Linked DNA regions of Mus musculus: region 1 is linked to region 2. Evidence: chromatin contacts called from public HiChIP or PLAC-seq data. All regions are on one chromosome and are shown on one strand. The core of a region is the stretch at or near the end of the contact, and the rest is flanking DNA. Distances in the headings are between cores, read along the strand shown.

Region 1 (5,942 bases), core at 2,076-4,575, 120 kb before region 2:
TAATTAGCCCTTGAACTGTCAGGACTAATTGCATTCGGTGAGTTCTGACATTTCTAAGAATAATTAAGAACCTGGTTGTCACATTTCACAAAGGCCTGACAACTACTGTGTGAATGGTTCCCCTTGTTTTTCCCAGTGCATAAAGTCTGGAAACACATGAGGAGCTATACCTGGTGCTAAGTGCAGATCCTTGGATGAAATGTTATGTTTTTAAAGAGCTTTTCATATAGATCAGTAAAATATAATGACCTCATTAATGGGTGACACATTAAAAATATCTGAAGTCCCTGCAGGGTAATAGTTGGTTGGTATTCACCATGCGCTTACTGTCTGCCTGGCACTAGAGTTCAAGGCACACAGGAGCCTATGAGGTAGCCGTAGTTCTTGTCCTCAATCAATGGAGAAGAAAACTGAGGCACAAGAAGGTGTTGTAGACTGCTCTGGTGCGCTTTGTAATTTGATGCTAATTCTGCTTCCTTGTACTCGGGATTTCAGGTGAACCTTCTCCCCATTTTAACTGGTCAGGTAAAGGCGAGAGCCTGTGATCGGGCAGTGGAAGGAAAAGGTGGGGCTGGGGGTTTTAGGGAGGTAGAGAGAGGAAGGAGGAAGGGGAGACAGAGGAGAGAAAGGAGGATGGAGGAAGAAGAGGTAGAAGGAAGATGGAGCAGAAGCACAAGGCCTGGAGGAACCGCAGGTAGCAAGGGATCTCATAGCTGGGGAGTAGAGTAGTGTAGTGGTAGATCTGCCCAATCTAGGCGTGCCGTCTAGAAATATTATAACTGAGTTGTGTGTCCTTTGCATGGGCTTATTGTGGTTGGAGATTTACTGAAACAGGGTCACATATGTGTGACAACACAAGCAGGAATGCCTGCCATGTGGTTTGTACCACTGTCTTCTCAGACACACACACACACACACACACACACACACACACACACACTGCCTCTGTACAACGACAGACTTTTATTTTCCTGTACACATTACCGCCCTGTCAGGAAGCACTTATTAACCTCAAATTTGCATCTAATTCTGTTTTTTTTTAAAGATTTATTTATTTTATTTTTCATTTAAGAGCATTTGCATACATGCATGTGTGTGTGCCTGTTGACCTTGGAACTGGAGTCAGAGACAGTTGTGAACCTCCATGTGGATACCGGGAATGGAACCCTGGTCCTCTGCAGGAGTAGCAAGTGCTCTTATCTGCTGAGCCATCTCTGCACCCGCCTGGTACCTTATCTTTTACACTCCAGTGGTGTGGCAATGCTCTCTGCACTGTCTTCATTCACTCATTAGATACTGGGTGAGCATTCATAGCCAGAAAGAGGAATTGGAGATGGAGTCTGTCTAGCAAGCGTCTATCACTCAAACACATGCAACAATATGTTATTATTATGTTTTGCATCATGAGGTGAGACTGGTTGAGTCACACTGTATTTGAAATGTGAAGGACCAGAAGTGTTTCTGATTTTTGGTGTATTTGTACAGAATGTTCTAGTTGGGCAGACTTTATCCAAATATTCAGATCCAAACTGTAGGGGCTCAGTGAGCAGACAGACATGGTCTCAGAAGAACCCTACCCCAACTCCCTCAGCCAGCATCTGGATCTTTGGAAAATGAAAGTCTATCATTTAAGCCATGTAGTTATAGTGGTCCTCTCGGCAACGTTGCCCCACCTAAACTACGGGCCGATGGAAACAGAGTACATTTAACACAAATGGATGTTTTAAAGTGGAGGGAGTGAGCAACGGCAGGTTTCTGAACAAGAGTGATGTGAAAAGCCCTATTTTGACCTATCTGATTAATTCAGCAAACATTTACTGGGGATCCGCCCCACACCACCCACACTGGGGATGGTCTGCCTCGAAATACCAACAGTAGCTTCAGTGTGGGCGATAGCAAAGGAGTCCACTATAGAAAAAACCAGAAGCCATGTTAGACTGGGGAGGTGGAGGGCAGGGGCCCCTAGTGAGAAACCTCTCATCCTGGCCTCCCTCAATGGTTTTCAGTCTTTCTTAAAACAACAACAACAACAACAACAACAACAACAACAAAACAAGATTTGCTTTATAGTTTTTACTTCTATGTATTTGTGTCAGTCAGTGTGTGCACTGAATGCAGGTACTGATTGAGGCCAAAGTTGGGTCTTCCTAGAACTGGAGTTATGGGTGGTTGTGAGCCGCTCATTGTGGGTCCTGGTAATTGAACTCAGGTCCTTAGCAAGAGTGGTATGTGTTGCTAATGCAAAGCCATCTCTCGAGCCGTCATTCTGAATAGGAAGTGCCTGTGTACCACCACCAGACCAACCTCTATCTGCTAACTAACGTGAAGCCCAGTGAACTGTCCTCTTTACTTGACTCCACCTAACCCCGTGTCTAGTCATAGACAGCATAATCCCCATACGCCGTCTTCGAAGCTGCACCAGACAGGGTGAGCCTCACCTACTGAACCTGGTTTCAAGGGAACAGATTCTTAAAACAATTGCCCATGAGACATGACTATAAAATGAGCCAACTCTCCCATACTCCAACATCAAGCAGAGCCATTCAGAGGTGACCCCACCCCTCAGCTTGGCCCAGCACAGATATCAAACAGTATCACCAAGCAGGAAGGGGTTGGAAAATATAAGCCAAACAAATAATATACAAATAAAACAATATCAATAACTTAAAGATACAGGAGAGCCGGGCGGTGGTGGCGCATGCCTTTAATCCCAGCACTTGAGAGGCAGAGGCAGGTGGATTTCTGAGTTCAGGGCCAGCCTGGTCTACAGAGTGAGTTCTAGAACAGCCAGGGCTACACAGAGAAACCCTGTCTCGAAAAACCAAACCAAACCAAACCAAACCAAACAAAACAAAAAGCCACCTCCAACAACAACAAAACTAAACATACAGGAGAGACAGGTGACAAGTCTTTCCTCAGTCTCATAGACAAGATAATGATACTCAACGATACCCACATCCAAAATCCTAAAACCCATGAGTAGACGTCAGTACTTGGGGAGGCAGAGGCAGGTGGATCTCTATGAGTTCAAGGCCATATTCATCTACATAGAGAGAGAGACACACACACACAATATAGCTAGGCGTGAGGACGGAGGAAGGAGGTCTTGAGAGGCTGCAAAGAACAAGGAAGTGGGTGGATTTTTCTCTGGATCTTCCAAAAGGGGACACAGACTTGCCAACCCCTTGATTTTAGCCCACAGAGATCCTTAACTAGATGCTAGCCTACCGCTTTGCTGTATTAAGTCGTTGAAGCCGTCGTTTAGGAAACGGAGTCACTTGGAACGTCACTTCCTGTGCCTCAGACACCAGGCCTGCTCATTTGCATAAGTGTATGCCTCTAGAGTTGGTTTCACAGAACCTTCCTGCTCACCCGGCCCTTATGCTCTGTGATAGACTGACTGATCTTGTTTTACCTTTTAGAGTCCAAACTCTTCACAGGAAGACCTGAGATATTTACTGTGGCATTTCTAAGTCCAGCGTAGTGCCTGCCGTGGGGGAGATCCAGCAACTCAATGGAACCAGTGTACGGAAGGAGCCCAGAGCTGCACGGGGCTTTCTGGGGCTCTAACAGGACCTCCAAAGGCAAGCATCAGAGCTTCTTTTCAGACACAATGAGGTCAAGTCTGACGTCGTCATTGATGTATGTATATATGTCATGTTGAATTGAATTACTGTTAACGGTAACCATGACAACGAGAAATCTCATTCTCGTTGCGGAGAACAGTGAGTTATTCAGACCTTTGTACAATGCAACCCCAGGTCCCTTTTCATGAGGAGCGTTGACATCGTTGACAATTCTCAACAGCTCTTCCTATGCGGTGCATTGACGGTCCTGGAAAAGGCAGGCAACCCAGGAACAAAGCTTTCCTGGGCTTGCTCCTTCTGAAATTACAGTTTATTTCTGGAAAGGAACGGCCATTCACAAATTCTCATTGTTAGGGAGAGATGTTGAAGCTGCTTTTTGCAAAGGCTGAAAGTACACATTAAGAGTATAAATACCATGACCTCTTCCCCCGTGCGCCATTAGTTAATTGTATTCAACTGTTAGAGTCTGGAAGCAGGTGGACATGGAATCCAGAGAAAGCCACCCCAGCTTCAGAAAACACCCAGAATGCCCCACCCTCAAAGTGACCCTTTTGGACTTTCCATGAGGTTCATGCAGTCCCCAGAGCTGTCAATTCTCTGCAAGTGGTGGTTTGTTCCTTATACTTTGCAGTGGTAAGGGTCTCCTGTGTGGGCTGCAGAGTTGACTCAGTGGTTAGGAGCACTGGCTACTGTTGTAGAGGACCTGATTTTGGTTCCCAGTACTCACATAATGGCCCCCAACTGGCTCTAACTCCGGTTACAGGGGATCTGATGCCCTCTTATGATCTTTGTAAGTACCAGGCATACATTTGGTATGCATAAATACATACAGGCAAAAATACACACATAAAATAAATAAATTGTAATTGATGATGATGATGACAATGACGGATGTGTGCATTTCCAGGCCAATTGACTTTCCTTCTTGGGACAGGATATACCCCTGACAAGTGATGGACCTAAATTTGTCGCCAGAGGCAGAGAGAAACAACTCCTCTTTCTCCATATCACAGTAGTCATCTACTACAGATTCAGGTGACTCGGGTGTGCCTCAGGCACTGGCAGATAGATACAGGATAAGTCATAAGCAGTTAACAGGAAGTGGATGATAAGCTCTGAGATCTGGTGAGCTGCCCCACCATTTTCCTCCCTGGTTCATGTCTCAGTGCTTCTATGACTCTAGGTCTCTGAGAGCAGCATATTGAAATCAGGAACTGCCTAACAGGTGACTAATCTATTTTAACTGCTGTGAGTTAATGGGACTGGGAAAGACAACGCACGGACTGGCAGTTGAAGCATTTAGAATGATCCCTATACCACGACCAGACATATACCTGGTGAGGGGATATAGAACCGAGAGGCTAGGGTGAGACAGCAGCAGGAGTCTAGGACCTGCCAGTGTCCCTCCTTGATGAGAAGACTGTGGTGGTGCAAAACTTCATTATTCCCTGGGAAAAGTGAGCCTTGCCAAGAACAAGCTGGGCAAACCTGTTATTAACAGCCAGGGAGGAGGAAGGCCTCACTTAGCCCAAGTAAAAAAGAAAGGCAAGATGTGGGGGACTCTAGCATCATACTCTATTCAGTAGGCAGCATCTTGAGTGCAGCATGCTAGTACAATGTGTAACCCAAGTGGTTGTGGGGCAGAGGCATGTAAGTCAAGTGTTTGAGCTCAGCCTGTGCTACAATTGACCAACATCTGTTGAGGAGGAGTCTGAGAAGCAAGAGACAGTGTAGGAGAAGGAGCTCTCAGAACTCCTTCATCAAGACTGGATCACAGGATAGGGGATTGTTCAGCGGTAGTGTTTGCCTGGCATGAATGAGACCTCAGGTCAGTCCCTGGCATAAATCAGGAAAATCCAACGAGCAAGAAAAAGGGATGAAGATGAACGAGCCATGTGCGAGAGGAGGAAAGGTGAGCTGTAGAGAATGTGTCAGCTGCGAGGCAAGCAGCAACATCAGGTAGACTTGAGAGGTCTTGAGCCTTGAGAGCAAGAGGTTTGCGTCAGCAGCAGCGGGGTTCAGAGGAGACGGGGTCCTGTGGGAAGTGCCTGTTTTCCATGAAGATAATATACATGACTACTCAATAAGACAAAAAGGCCACCAACAGATTGGGAAAGGATTTTTACCAATCCCAAATCTGATAGGGGACTAATATCCAATATATACAAAGAGCTCAAGAAGCTGGACTCCAGATATTCAAATAACCCCATTAAAAATGGGGTTCAGAGCTAAACAAAGAATTCTCAACTGAGGAATACTGAATGGCTGAGAAGCACCTGAAAAAATGTTCAACATCCTTAATCATCAGGGAAATGCAAATCAAAACAACCTTGAGATTCCACCTCACTCCAGTCA
Region 2 (5,734 bases), core at 679-3,178:
CAGAGGAAGAGGAGCAGAAACCATAGTTCAGAAATAAATTCAGCATTTTAAGTCTCCCACATTGGAGTGTATAGGGGAAGGGAGGCAGGGAGAGATGGTGATCTTTGGTGAGTTAATGAGCCTAGAAGCCCCTCCAAGGATGGGGTGGGGTGGCTCTAGATACAGGTGAAACACGTCTATTCCTCCCTCAGGTCCCAGCAGCTCCTGAGAACCAGTCTTTGCTATCGGCACACACCTGGCACACAGACACGTCTCATCGGAGGCTGTAAGCACAGTTATGCCCCCTCCCCATTCGGAACCAGCAGTCAGACTTAAAACCCAATTACAGTTCAGCTCTGTCTCCCCGAGGGGTATCGGTAATGGCGGCTCTTCCCATGTCCCAGGCAAACACTAGTCCAAGCCATTGTACTTTACTCCCCGGGAATAGCTTCACAACGAGTATCATCTGCAGCGGACTGATGGAGAAATTAGAGGCTGTACAAGCTACAGAAATTGCTCAAACTCACTGTTGAGTGCAGACGGAGAGCCGGTGTCAAAAGGTCTGTGCTATCACCTGACTTCCTCCTCGGTAGAAGAAAGAGCTTAAATAGCTAGGCCTTGTGTGTGTGTGTATGTGTGTGTGTGTGTGTGTGTGTGTGTGTGTTGCCAAGGTATAATTCCCCCACCTGTTTCCAGATGGACACATCCTGGCAGAGGAAGCGCCCAGGGGTGTTTAATGCCAGGGGCTGCCAGAGGCTTGTAAACAGGGCCATAGACAACACCCGCACCAACAATTATACCCAAGGCCGAAAAGCAGCCAGTGGTGTGTCACCTCCCATCTGCACAAGCTACAGCCACAATTTGCCGAGACAGCACCTTGTATGTCTAGAAAAGCCAGACCCAGATATTTCTGGGCCCAAGGACAGCGGGCTTCCTCATTAAAAAAAAAAAAAATTATCAGACAGATAACCACTTAAAGTTTGAAAGTGTCATAACTCAGCCACCCAGACACATGCCAAACACCACCTCTTTTTCTTTTCTGTCCTCCCAAGTACAGATGTTAATTAGGGGTCATTGAAAGGCCTCGTGCATGCAGCTGCTGACCTCCTGGAGACCGCCCACTGGTGACCTTCAGGAATGACCAAGTTCAAACACCAAGCCGCTTTCGATTTAATCACAGGCTGCGGCTAGCTGCAAACACCCCTGTGCAAACAGGGCGCTTAGGAGAGGGAGCCAGTTCTGCAAACAAACAGCACTGGGCAGACACTCAGCTCTCAGAAACCCTGAAGGCTGACATCACAACCCCAGGCTCCAAGCCAGAAATTCTGTAGGCCCTGACCCAGCCACAGAGGGCGGGAGGTTTGCTCAGAATTTATTGGGAAGCTGTGGATAAATTTCCTTTAGAGTTACCTGATGAGTGTGGCGCTTTGTGACAGTTAATCTGGATGTGTTCTGCAGCCAATATGGAGGGGGTGTCATTGTCAAATTCCTGTTTTGAGTTGATAAAGGCTTAAACAGAAATGGACCTTCGATGATTCAGCTTACTCTTACCAAGTGTTTACTACGCACCCCGGAAGAGCCATTCATGCGGCAAATACTTATTGAGCACCTACTATGAGGTAGGCTCTGGAGACACAGTGGTCCCCATCTGTTGATCATTTTGCAGGCTGGAGAGGAGCTCAGACGTGAAGGCATGATGTGTGTGATGCTGAAGAGCCGAAGGAAATGGGATAGTGCCAAGGGAGACTTCTGGAGCCACTGGAGACTTCCGGGTGCGGGGAGCTCAAAGAGCTGCCCCCATGGAAATGAAGTTTAGTTTATAAACTGATTGAATTGGGGAAAGCCCAGTGGGGCTCCACCCATCCTTCTCTCGGGCTTCCTGCAAGAAGCACCGGAAGTGAGTTCGAGAAGCCTGAAGGGAACTGTAGTTCGGTTTGTAGAACTTGCTGGAAGAGCAGGAAGCAGTTAACAGAAGCTTTGTAAACTCTGAACTCAGACTCTGTGCTAGGACCCGCGGCTGCGCGGGTTTCACAGGAAAGTTAGATGACGACACGGTCTTGCTTCTCCTTTCCAGTCACCCTCAAAGAGTCCAAGGTATGAGTGGCTGGCAGAGAGGGCAGGTGGGAGCACTCGGGACCTGACTGGGGACAGGGGAGATGGGGCAACAGTGGGGGTGTTGGGGAGGGCGACCTGGCAAGGCAGGTGGGAAGGGTGACCCCTGCCACAGAGCTCTGGGCGAGCAGAAGAAAATTCACAGAGCCGCAAGCTGAGTCAAGAAGCCCGAGAGAAGGATGTGTGGAGCAGGACATGGCAAATTCTCTTAACTATTGAACCATCTCTCCAGCCCCTCTTTCTCTCTTTTCAAAGATTTATTTTTATTTTATGTGTATGAACGTTTGCCTGCATAAATGTCTGTGCACCACATGGATGCAATACCCATAGAGGCCAGAAGGGGGCATCAGATTCCCAGGACCTGGAAATTCCCAGGCACTTTCACATGGTTGGGAGCCACCAGGCCCTTTGGAAGAGCAGCCAGTGTTCCTAACCACAGAGCCATCTCTCTAGCCCCTTTAGAATCTCCTTTTTAAGGGCCTTAATTCTAACTGTTACAATGTCCAACTCTTTGCTGCACCACACTTGGTACCTGAGAGCAGAGATATGTTTAATCGCCTTAGCAGTCTGCTGGGTCAGAAAAGGAAAGAAGAGAGTCTGTTTGCAGGAACTGTAATCTAAGTCTGAGAAAGCAGCTGTGATTCCCACCTGCTGTGCACCCTGAGGGGAATCCTGGGAAAGGAACAGCACACAGTTCCGCCTCTGTCTTTCTTCCCTACATCCCTCTCTCAGGAAGTAAGCCTTCCCGTATCTTGTTCTCGGTTGAAGGACCCGTTGAAGCCCCTCTATTCCTAAGGAAGAAAAGAAAAACCGTTCTCCAGGAGATGATCTGAAAGAGTCAAGCTTTGGATTCTATATGTCTTGAAGCCGTCATTTGAGTGACCCTTGCCCTTGTGCATTAAGAATTCTCCAGCAGGAAACTGAACAGTATTGATTAGATTTGAAGATATGGCTGGAGAGTAGGCTCGTCAGTTAAGGTTATATACCACTCTTGCAGAGGACTGAGTTCAGGTCCCAGCACCCACAATGCCTGAGACTCTTGCTTTGGGAATCCAAGTTATCTGCCTGTACCTACATACCCCGCACCCCAAGACACATACACCTACGCATAATTAAAAATAAATCTTTTTAAAAAACTGAATACATCTACCCTTTGACCCAAAGGCTCAAAAGTATAGGAATTTATCTTGCAGAAAATAGTCTCCTGTGTGGATAAAAGCCTCATTAAGCTTTCTTTTTTGTAAGGTCACACCATTTTCAACCCTCGAGGATTAGTTAAGTGAGTATGACCCATACCGATAAAGAAATAGTCTCAAGTCCTTTAGAATTGATTTTCTGGCATTTAACTGAAATCTGACTGTGTGGGCTTTAACAACACAGGAATACTTATGGCCAGGTGATAAGGCCAAAGGGAGATGCCCCAGAGTGGATATGATGAATCTACTTAACCATCTCCCATGTCTTTTGGTTGGCCATCTTGCTCATGACCTTTCTTCCCCCCCCACCACCACCACCACCAAATGCCTGCAGAGCACCCCAGGCGCCATATCTGCTTGAAGGAAGAAGGATAGACAACCTCTCCCCCCTTCCCCCCTAGAAAACAGCATTCCCAGAAGTCTCAGTCAATCTGCTCCCACTTACACCTAACGGACAGTGGCTGGGTTAGTGGCCACCCTGCGCACAAGGGACGCTACAAATGTCGGTCCTCCATTAAATTGAGTTGGTTTGAAAAATGGAGCCGAAACGGTGGCTCTGAAGAAGAGTCTGGCATCCCAGACGTGTTTAAATAACGTCTGCCAGCAGCGTGTACGGTTAACAGACAGACCAGAATAGTACTGTGGTATGCTACCATATGTGTGCTATTCTAAGTGGGGTGTGTGTGTGCTGTGGTCTTAGCTGTCCTCATATGCTACACACTATATGAACTAACTCATATGAACTAACTTTTGGAAGACAGAGACCCCACCCCACACCCGAGGAGTCTCACAGCACATCTCTTAGTCATCAGCGTCACATCTGCAGGCTTTGAGTTCAAGTCACGCTTCCCCAAATGCAGCCCATGCATGCACTGTCGGGAAGACAGCAGAAGCTGGGTACCATCCCGCCTGTTCTTCCCTTCTACCCTGAGCGGGTCAGAAAACCTGGAAAAATAGCCCCCCTGATCTCCCAGTATCCTCCTACCCCAAAACAGGTCATAAAGCGCCCCCTTCCAAGATGAGCCCTCCAGAGCCCACAAGGAAAGGACCGAGTGACCCACTAAGCCATGGGTCAGAGAGAAACCACTTGGCTATGGCTCCTCTACACTGTGACTTTTAGGTTGTATTTTATTCTGGCACTCTTCTCTGGCTAGGGCCTTAAAGGATCTGTGGTGGTTTGAATACGCTTGGCCCAGGAAGTGGCACTATTTGGAGGTGTGGCCTTGTTGGAGTAGGTGTGTCACTGTGGGTGTGGGCTTTAAGACCCTCATGCTAGCTCCCAGGAAGCCAGTCTTCCACTAGTAGCCTTCAGATGAAGATGTAGAACTCTCAGCTCCTCCTGCACTGTGCCTGCCTGAATGCTGCCATGTTACTGCCTTGATGATAATGGACTCAACCTGTAAGCCAGCCCCAATTAAGTGTCTTTGTAAGAGTTGCCTTGGTCATGGTGTCTGTTCATAGCAGTAGAACCCTAAGACAGGGGCCTTAGAGACAGACAGGAATGAGACATAGGGAGTGTGCCAAAGAATGTGAATTTTTTTTTTCACAGTGATGTAACATCAGTCAATCAGCTGAGGGGTCTGCCCACTTTGGGGGAGGAAGGCCTACCTGAGATGACAGAATTAGCTGAGAGTGTTTTCACTGTGGCTCAGAGACTTAGTTACACTCCACTGCGTCACAAACAGCTTTGGGAATACAAATTAAGTTTTGTTTCATGGCCAAAAGACTCCACAGCAGGTGTCTCACCCCGCCCTGTTGAGATGGAGGCCTCAACTTAACTAGACAATAGTGGCTCTCAACCAAATTAACGCTGTGACCCTTTAAAACAGTTCATCATGCTGGGGTGACCCCCCTCCCCCGCCAACCATAAAATCATTTCACTGCTACTGCATAACTGAAATTTGTCTAGTGTTACAATTTACAATGTAAATATTTGATATGCAGGAGATCTGATAGGCAAAACCCAAAAGGGGTCGAGACCCACAGGTTGAGAAACACTGGCCTAGAGTCAGTCTCCTGCTTAGTAGGTAAGAAATGTTCACTCTGAGAACGGTAGAATTAAGAATTGGGATGATGGCAACATGGCTTATCCCCTTAGTCATGTCTAGAAGGCAACATGGGAGGGTCAGGCTTCTTGCTCATTTGATGCGTAATTGAGCAATAGATTTAGACTTAAGATTTTAAGCTGAAAAGTACAAGAGAACAAAGCTGGCAAACGATGCTGTAATGTCTAAGGACTCATGAGTAATCCTGGTGAGAACTTTAACTGGGCATGGCTCTGTGCACTCACAATCCTAGGACTCAGGGGACAAGGCTGGGGGGTTGGAGGGCGCGGAGAGGCAGGAGGATCGAAAGTTCAAGTCCAGTCAGTGTCTGTCTCAAATGTCCCCAAGGTCTGAGGGTAGAGCTCAGCATTAGGGTGCAGGTGGCAAGGCTCTGGGAACTGT

Evidence for each region. HiChIP or PLAC-seq counts read pairs in DNA pulled down with a chosen protein or histone mark.
Region 1: a contact with region 2 is called in an H3K27ac HiChIP or PLAC-seq map of regulatory T cells, with 4 times the contacts expected there. The contact joins the enhancer-like site here to the promoter of 2210417A02Rik in region 2. A contact is called at or near these places in 2 of 484 Hi-C or Micro-C datasets (CD4 T cells and bone marrow-derived dendritic cells) and 3 of 115 datasets of contacts at active chromatin or transcription factors (embryonic stem cells, pancreatic cancer cells and regulatory T cells).

The regions. Positions count from the first base shown.
Region 1 is chr5:148,621,541-148,627,482 of GRCm38.p6, forward strand. No RefSeq gene overlaps it. Among named protein-coding and RNA genes, the nearest start is that of Gm36140, 9.4 kb to the right of the region's middle. Within about 2 kb of position 3,326, at least 56 of the 459 cell types and tissues checked have an H3K27ac peak or open chromatin away from gene starts, as enhancers often do. A contact at or near this core is called in regulatory T cells, where this site is marked.
Region 2 is chr5:148,739,912-148,745,645 of GRCm38.p6, forward strand. 2210417A02Rik (RIKEN cDNA 2210417A02 gene) reads left to right here and starts at 1,929. Exons shown (of 2, transcript NR_028285.1): 1 at 1,929-2,073; 2 at 2,824-3,228.